Regions from separate parts of the Mus musculus genome. Here region 2 is linked to region 1. A link is a contact called in public HiChIP or PLAC-seq data. All regions are on one chromosome and are shown on one strand. Each heading gives the region's core, a stretch centred on a gene start, on an enhancer-like site or on the middle of the called end of the contact. The rest is flanking DNA. Distances are from core to core; before and after follow the strand shown.

Region 1 (3,125 bases), core at 71-2,570:
CTGGCTGCTGAATAGTCCCGTTTAGCTGCACACTCTCTAACAATTGGCTGTCATATGTTAGATGTACTGAAGGGGAATCAGTTTAGTGTGCCCAAGGAGCTGTAATGACCCAAGTGCATTTTGGAAGGGAACAATTAGAGAATCTGGAAAGGACAAAATATAGTTTGGTGGATGAACGTGAATACTACAGGATGGGGGAAGATGTTAATGGGATTAGGAAGAGTGTAAGCCGGTTAATTATGATGGTGGGAGGTTAGGGATGAGTAAACCGGTGAGTCTTAGCTCCTCTCATCTCAAAGGCATTTCAAATTAGCTTAATAAGCGCTGTGAGTATGGGGATGAGTGTAATTCACACCACCCTTGGATTTTCGGCTTAGAGATAGCTTATCTACATTTTTAAGATTAGTAACTATGTGTTGCCCCCACCTCCGTATTTTTTTTTTTTTTTTTTTTTTGGCTTGCTCTTGACAAAAGGCAAAGGTTGAAATTCAGCAGCAGAAAACTGGGCTGTCTAAAATAAGGTAGCAGCTGCTTTGTAGTTCGCCTTGCTTGGTGTGAGGGCTAAATAAAAAAGGTAACGCGGTGAAGCATTTGGCACAGTACACTGCATGTGGACATCAGGTTCCGCCCACACTCTTCCTCCCTGGAATGATCCTTGCAAAAAAAGCCACCTACTGAGGCGAGGGTCTTTTGCCATGACCGCTTGGACAGCCCAGATGACTCAAGAGTATTATTGCCTTCCACAGCCTCACAGCGCAAAAGCCAAGGGTGAGAGAAGCTAACTTCTCTTGGACAAAGGGTGTCCAGGCAGCCGTGGCTCTAATGACAAGCCCTGAGCTATTTATTTCCTAAGGTGGCGGCCGTCCCAGGGTTCGGGTAACGGGCTTGCCAAGGAAGGGGCGGGGCGACTCCAGGTTTGGGAAAGGCCACTCCACTCCTGGGGCTTCCAGCAGTCCACGTCCTACGGCAAGCAGGAGGAGACAAACGCCGCCCCTCCTCGTCCGCACCTTCCTCGCTCAATATCGCGGCCCGGGCTCCCGGTGGACGCTCGGCCGTGGGTGTGGGTGTGGGTGTGTGTGTGAGGGGCGGCGCTACGTGTGGCGCAACCCTGCCTCGGCACCCAGTTACCTTCGCGGCCTCGGAGCGCCGCACTTGTCGATCCTGGCGCGCGGTCCCGTGGAGCGGCGTAGCGGGGCGCTTCCCAGTGGGACGAGGGAAAGCCCAGCGGCCCGGGAGAGCGGGAGGCGGGGCGAGGGCGCCGCGCGGGCGACAGGGGGTGGGGCTAGGTGTGCGCGGGGGGCGGGGCGTGGTGACGTCGCGGGCGCCGGTCGTGCTGTGGCGGTGGCGGCGGCGGCGGCGGCTGTGGTAGTGTCGGCGGCAGGCTGTCCGGGAAGCAGTAGCAGCAACCGCAGCAGCAGCGGCGGCCCTGAGGAGAGTAAGGCGGCCGCGTCGGCAGCGGCTCGCTCGTCAGGCGGAACCTCGATCTGCCCAGAGGTCGCAGGCGCCGAGGCATTTGTCGTTTCCTACCCGGCTCGGCGCTCCCGGCCCTGGCTGGGCAGGGCAGAGCGCCCCTGGGGAGGGGCGGAGCTGTAGGTGAGGCTTGGGGACCCCTCCCCCTCCTTTTTGGGCCGGGGGTGGGGAGGAGGATGGGGAGGTCGGGAGGGCGGACCCCGCCCCAGCGCACCCGAGCCCACCGGCGGCCGCGCCCTGCGGAGCTCCCGGATTGGGCGGGAGCGAAGGCGCTGGCGGTAAGGATCGCTGCTGGAGGTGGGAGGTGGGGGGCTTCTGGCCCACCGAGAGCCGAGGGTGGGAGGCATGATGTGGGGCTATTGGGGAGCCCTGGAGTTGGGGTGCGGCCAAGGTGGATCGGATGTAAAATGTTTAAGATGATCTTATTATTTTGAACCTGGTTAGATAGAAGAGGAAAGGTTGTATTTCAGATGGAAAATGAGGCATGGATGTCGCCTTGGAGGTAGCTGGAGGGGCTACTGCAGCAGATCTCACATTGCCACTCTAGGGTTTTGGTTCTTTTCTTGGTCAGATGAGTAGAATTCGCTGAGGGAAGAGAATCCCTTTGCGTTGACTTGGGGTTGGTAAATTGGGAGCGCGAGTGAGTGAGGTTTTTACACACAAGAAGGAAGATGTTGGTGTTTAGACAACTTCATTCTATAGCAACCAACCATGAAGGAGTGAGTCTCATTACTCTTAGCCCCTCAAAAGTGCTATCAGCCTTTTCTTTTCCTTGCCCCCCTCAACCCCCTCTCCTGTGCTTGATCTCTTTGTACCATTTTTCATTTTTGAGTTGACCCGTTAAGAAAAGGCCCTGGACTCAGAGTAATAGTTGCAGGTGGTTGTGGCTGATTGCTTTGAGCGAACTGTGAACAGTTCTGTTGGAGATGACTGTATGAAATTGCTTAAGCGTTTAAAGTGCAACTGTCTCTTACATCTTGTTTTTCAATAGACCTTGATACATTTTGCGTTTATTTAATCATTATGTGTGTGTGCCTGGCATACACACGATAGATTACTCCCTCCCTCTTTGAGGTCAAAGGTCAAAGCTTTTGGGACTTGGTTCTCCCACTGTGGATGGCTGGGATCAAACTTTGGTTATTAGACTTGTGACATAAGCACTTTTTTCTGTTGAGTTATCTGGATGTCCCTATTTTTCCGATTCTTCTTCTGTCTCAGCCTTCCAAGTGTGAGATTAGACATGATCTGGCTTTCTTGAAGATCGATTTTATTTTTTTATTTTCAGGTGTACTTACTGTTGTCTCCCCCCCCCCCCCTTTTTCTTTGGTTTTGTTGTTTTCCGAGACCTGATTTCTCAGTGTAGCCCTGGCTATCTTAGAACTCGCTCTGCCCACCAGGCTGGCCTGCTTCTGTCTCCCAAGTGCTAGAGTTAATGGCATGTGCCACCACACCTGGCTTTATTTCAGTCTTTACTAAATATTAAAAAATGAAATAGAAATTGTTCTTTACGTAAGTACCTCCATTTCTAAGGAATATTGTCAGAGTCAAGGGATTTTACAATGTTCTGGTACCCTGTGGGAACATGTATCGTACGTTGTTGGGAGACATTACTAAGGCGAACAGTGTCCATCAGCATTTTACTCTTTACCACAATA
Region 2 (2,954 bases), core at 29-2,528, 620 kb before region 1:
TTTTGGTAAATCTACAAAATTAGATAAGAACTATCCTTTTGTTTCATATCCTCCGACTCAGCGACTGGACACAGTTCCTGGGGTCAGCTGTGGAAGTGGAGGGGAAGGGGCTGGAAAAACCAGTGGAGGAAGAGAAGGCTTGAAGGGAGACAGGGAGGAAAGTTTATGCGTGGAACAGACACTAGGTTTTGCACAGGTTCGCTGTTTTTTTGTTATGCTTTGTTTTGACAGTAAGTAAGGTTCAACCGCCAGGGGTGTGTCAGTTTCCTAAGAGCGCAGCGGGGCGTGGGGGTGGGGTGGTCCTCCCTGGCAGTAACAAACTGGCAGACTTCCACACATGTTAACTCAATTTTGGCAGGCTCGGTTCTGGGACACACGTGGTGGTGAAAAAAAGATGGGATGGACGGCATCTTTCAACCCACATCCTGTTTGATTCCCCTGGGCACTGGGCTCGCCCGCACTACCCAACCTGTGGGGACCCCCGAGGCCAGGCTGGGGCACCTGAGCATGGGAGAGCTGGAGGATTGACTGCTCAGGAAGCAAGGAGTTAGGGGCCAGTCCAGATTATTTCAGCTCCTGCCAAGGTTAGGTCCATGTCCATCCCGAGCTGCCAGCCTCTGGTGCCTCCATCTTCCAATTCCGAGGCCCAGACGGAATTGTCACCCCGCCTCGCGCTACCAGTGACTCCGCCGCCCGCGTAGTTTCCCTAGAACTCCCCCTCACCGCGACTCCACTCCCGGAGTCGCTGCCAGCGCGCCTCCACGCTGCGCCCATGCCCGGGACCGTCCTCCGAGCCCCTAGGGCGGACTTTCAGCCTCCCCGGGCCCGCCAGAGCCTGGGCCGTCCGCCCCTTCGCACTCGCGACGGCTCTCAGCACCTTTGACAGCCCTCCGCACTCCCGACGGCCCTCCCGACGCCCGCCCCTCTGACACCTCTTCACCACCCTCCGCCGTCCTCTCCACCACCCCCGACGGCCCGGGCATCCCCGCTCCGCCCGGCTTCTCTCACCTCCTGCGCGCAGACCGGAGCCGGGAAGTCGAGGAGGCGCGGGGAGGCGCGGCCCGGGGCCAGAACGTTCAGCAGCAGAAGCAGCCATCCCAGCGCGGGCCCGGGGACGACCCGTGGCCAGCAGCGCCGAATCGCCATAGCCCTCGGCCCGGTCGCGGAGCGCTCGCAGCTGGCTCCGCGCGACAGCGAGGGCCCGCGATGGCTTTCCCGGCCGAGGACTGGCGCTCGTCGGCTTCACACGGCCTCCTCTGTCCCGCTTCCGGCTCCCCCGAGGGCGGGCCGCTCGGGGCGGGGCTTGGGTGGGGGCTGTCCTTCCTCTGGCCCCGCCTCCGCCTTGGCCCAGGTGTGCTCCTGGCCTCTTTGGCTCTCCTTGGATGTTGCTCAGCTAAGTAAGATAGGAGCCCAGGAACCCGTTTTAAGGAGCCGAGCCCCGCTGTCAACTTGCTGTGGAGCTATGACTGTCCTCGCCATCGTACCCTCCCGGTTTACACTGATCTGTTTCATCATTTTAGTCTAATTTCCGACTCGGGACTCCAAGGAGTTTGTTTGCTCAATCTCCCTTTCAGTTTTTATGGAGAAACAAGCCCATCGCATCGTCGTAATGCTTATTTCTCGTTTTTGTTTTTTTTGTTTTTTCTACAAAGTTCTAGTTTTTGATGGCCAGATCATGTAGCTTAAGTCTCATATAGCAAGTCCATGAAACTATATTTTTTCCCTTTCAGCGTTGAATCATACATTTGCACACTCAAAAACAAAACAAAACAAAACAAAACAAAAACCCAACAAAACAAAACAAAACCCTGGACAGTGAATTAGTCACCTCATGGCTGGACTAAAGCAAACACGGCATTCTGTAACAGAGATGTGTGTGTGTGGGGGGGGGGGGGTAGCATTGCTAAGTATGAAGGGTTAAAAGTGGATCAGAGGAGGGAAACGGAGACAGCCTGTGTAGACAGCCAGCTCTTTCAAGGAGCCTCACTGTGGCCTCGCCGAGTGCAGTTTGGCTGGGTAAGGTACACAGCATAGGAAGGTTTGAGGCCAGGCTGAGGGCAGAGGCGTGGAAGGATGGGGGACTGAGCAGTACAACGGACAGAGTCTCTGACAAGGCCTGGGGATGCCCTCTAGAACCCCCTGGAGAGAAAAAAAAAATTCAAAGAAGCCACTAGGAATTCAAATTTCTCCAAGACTAACACTTCTTGTAATGAAAATATGTGCTCATGGTTGCACCGCTGCTAAAAACTGCATTCTGGGTATCAACCGCAACATCTAAGAATGTGAGGCCACGATCTGACCACCTGGAGTAAGGCACAGGACCCCTTAACGTTGGGAATAAAACCAAGCGCGACTCTCACTGGATGCGCTTATGCGCTCAGTAAGACACGGCTGTACACCGTTTTGCAGAAGGAAACTTTTGTCTTACTGAAACCCTTTGGCTATTTTCTCAGACCCAACAAGGGGCTCTCTCTTTATTACCAAGGTTCTTGGGAGCTGATTCCCATCTCGGGAGGTGTAGTCGCCAGCGGCCACGGAGAACTGGGTTCCCGAAAGGAAAGCTGGGGTTGGATAGGAATGATGACTAGAGAAGAATGAGACCAAGACAAAGATTCTGATCAAGGCCCAATGTTTAATCCTTGAAATTTAAAGGGGGGGCCCCATCCCCCACTATGCCAGGATCTCGTGGGAAGCTGCAGAAGTGGCAGGACAATAGACTTTACCTAGGTCAGAAGACTCCACCCTAGGTGGGCTAGCCTACTGCAGCAAAACAAGGTCTAATTCAGCCCGCCCAAGGCTGTGGAGGGAGGGCACAGGGAGGTACACCCTGTTGTCTTGTGGGCTTGGATGAGGACCCACACTCTAATTTCTAGACTGACAGAAACCCCAAACCAGAAGTAAACCAGGACCGCAAAGCTCAAGTTAGCACCACGGCATGAAGCACCACGCGAAGC

What was found. HiChIP or PLAC-seq counts read pairs in DNA pulled down with a chosen protein or histone mark.
Region 2: an H3K4me3 HiChIP or PLAC-seq map of embryonic stem cells shows a contact between it and region 1, with 7 read pairs. The contact joins the promoter of Il17ra here to the promoter of Erc1 in region 1. A contact is called at or near these places in 1 of 39 promoter capture datasets (liver), 1 of 115 datasets of contacts at active chromatin or transcription factors (embryonic stem cells) and 1 of 9 other capture datasets (adipose tissue).

What each region holds. Positions count from the first base shown.
Region 1 is chr6:119,846,345-119,849,469 of GRCm38.p6, reverse strand. Erc1 (ELKS/RAB6-interacting/CAST family member 1) reads left to right here and starts at 1,320. Exons shown (of 21, transcript NM_053204.2): 1 at 1,320-1,593. It overlaps 3110021A11Rik (RIKEN cDNA 3110021A11 gene), which reads right to left and starts at 1,277. Exons shown (of 1, transcript NR_030776.1): 1 at 441-1,277.
Region 2 is chr6:120,461,521-120,464,474 of GRCm38.p6, reverse strand. It overlaps Il17ra (interleukin 17 receptor A), which reads right to left and starts at 1,278. Exons shown (of 13, transcript NM_008359.2): 1 at 1,009-1,278. The coding sequence starts at 1,146.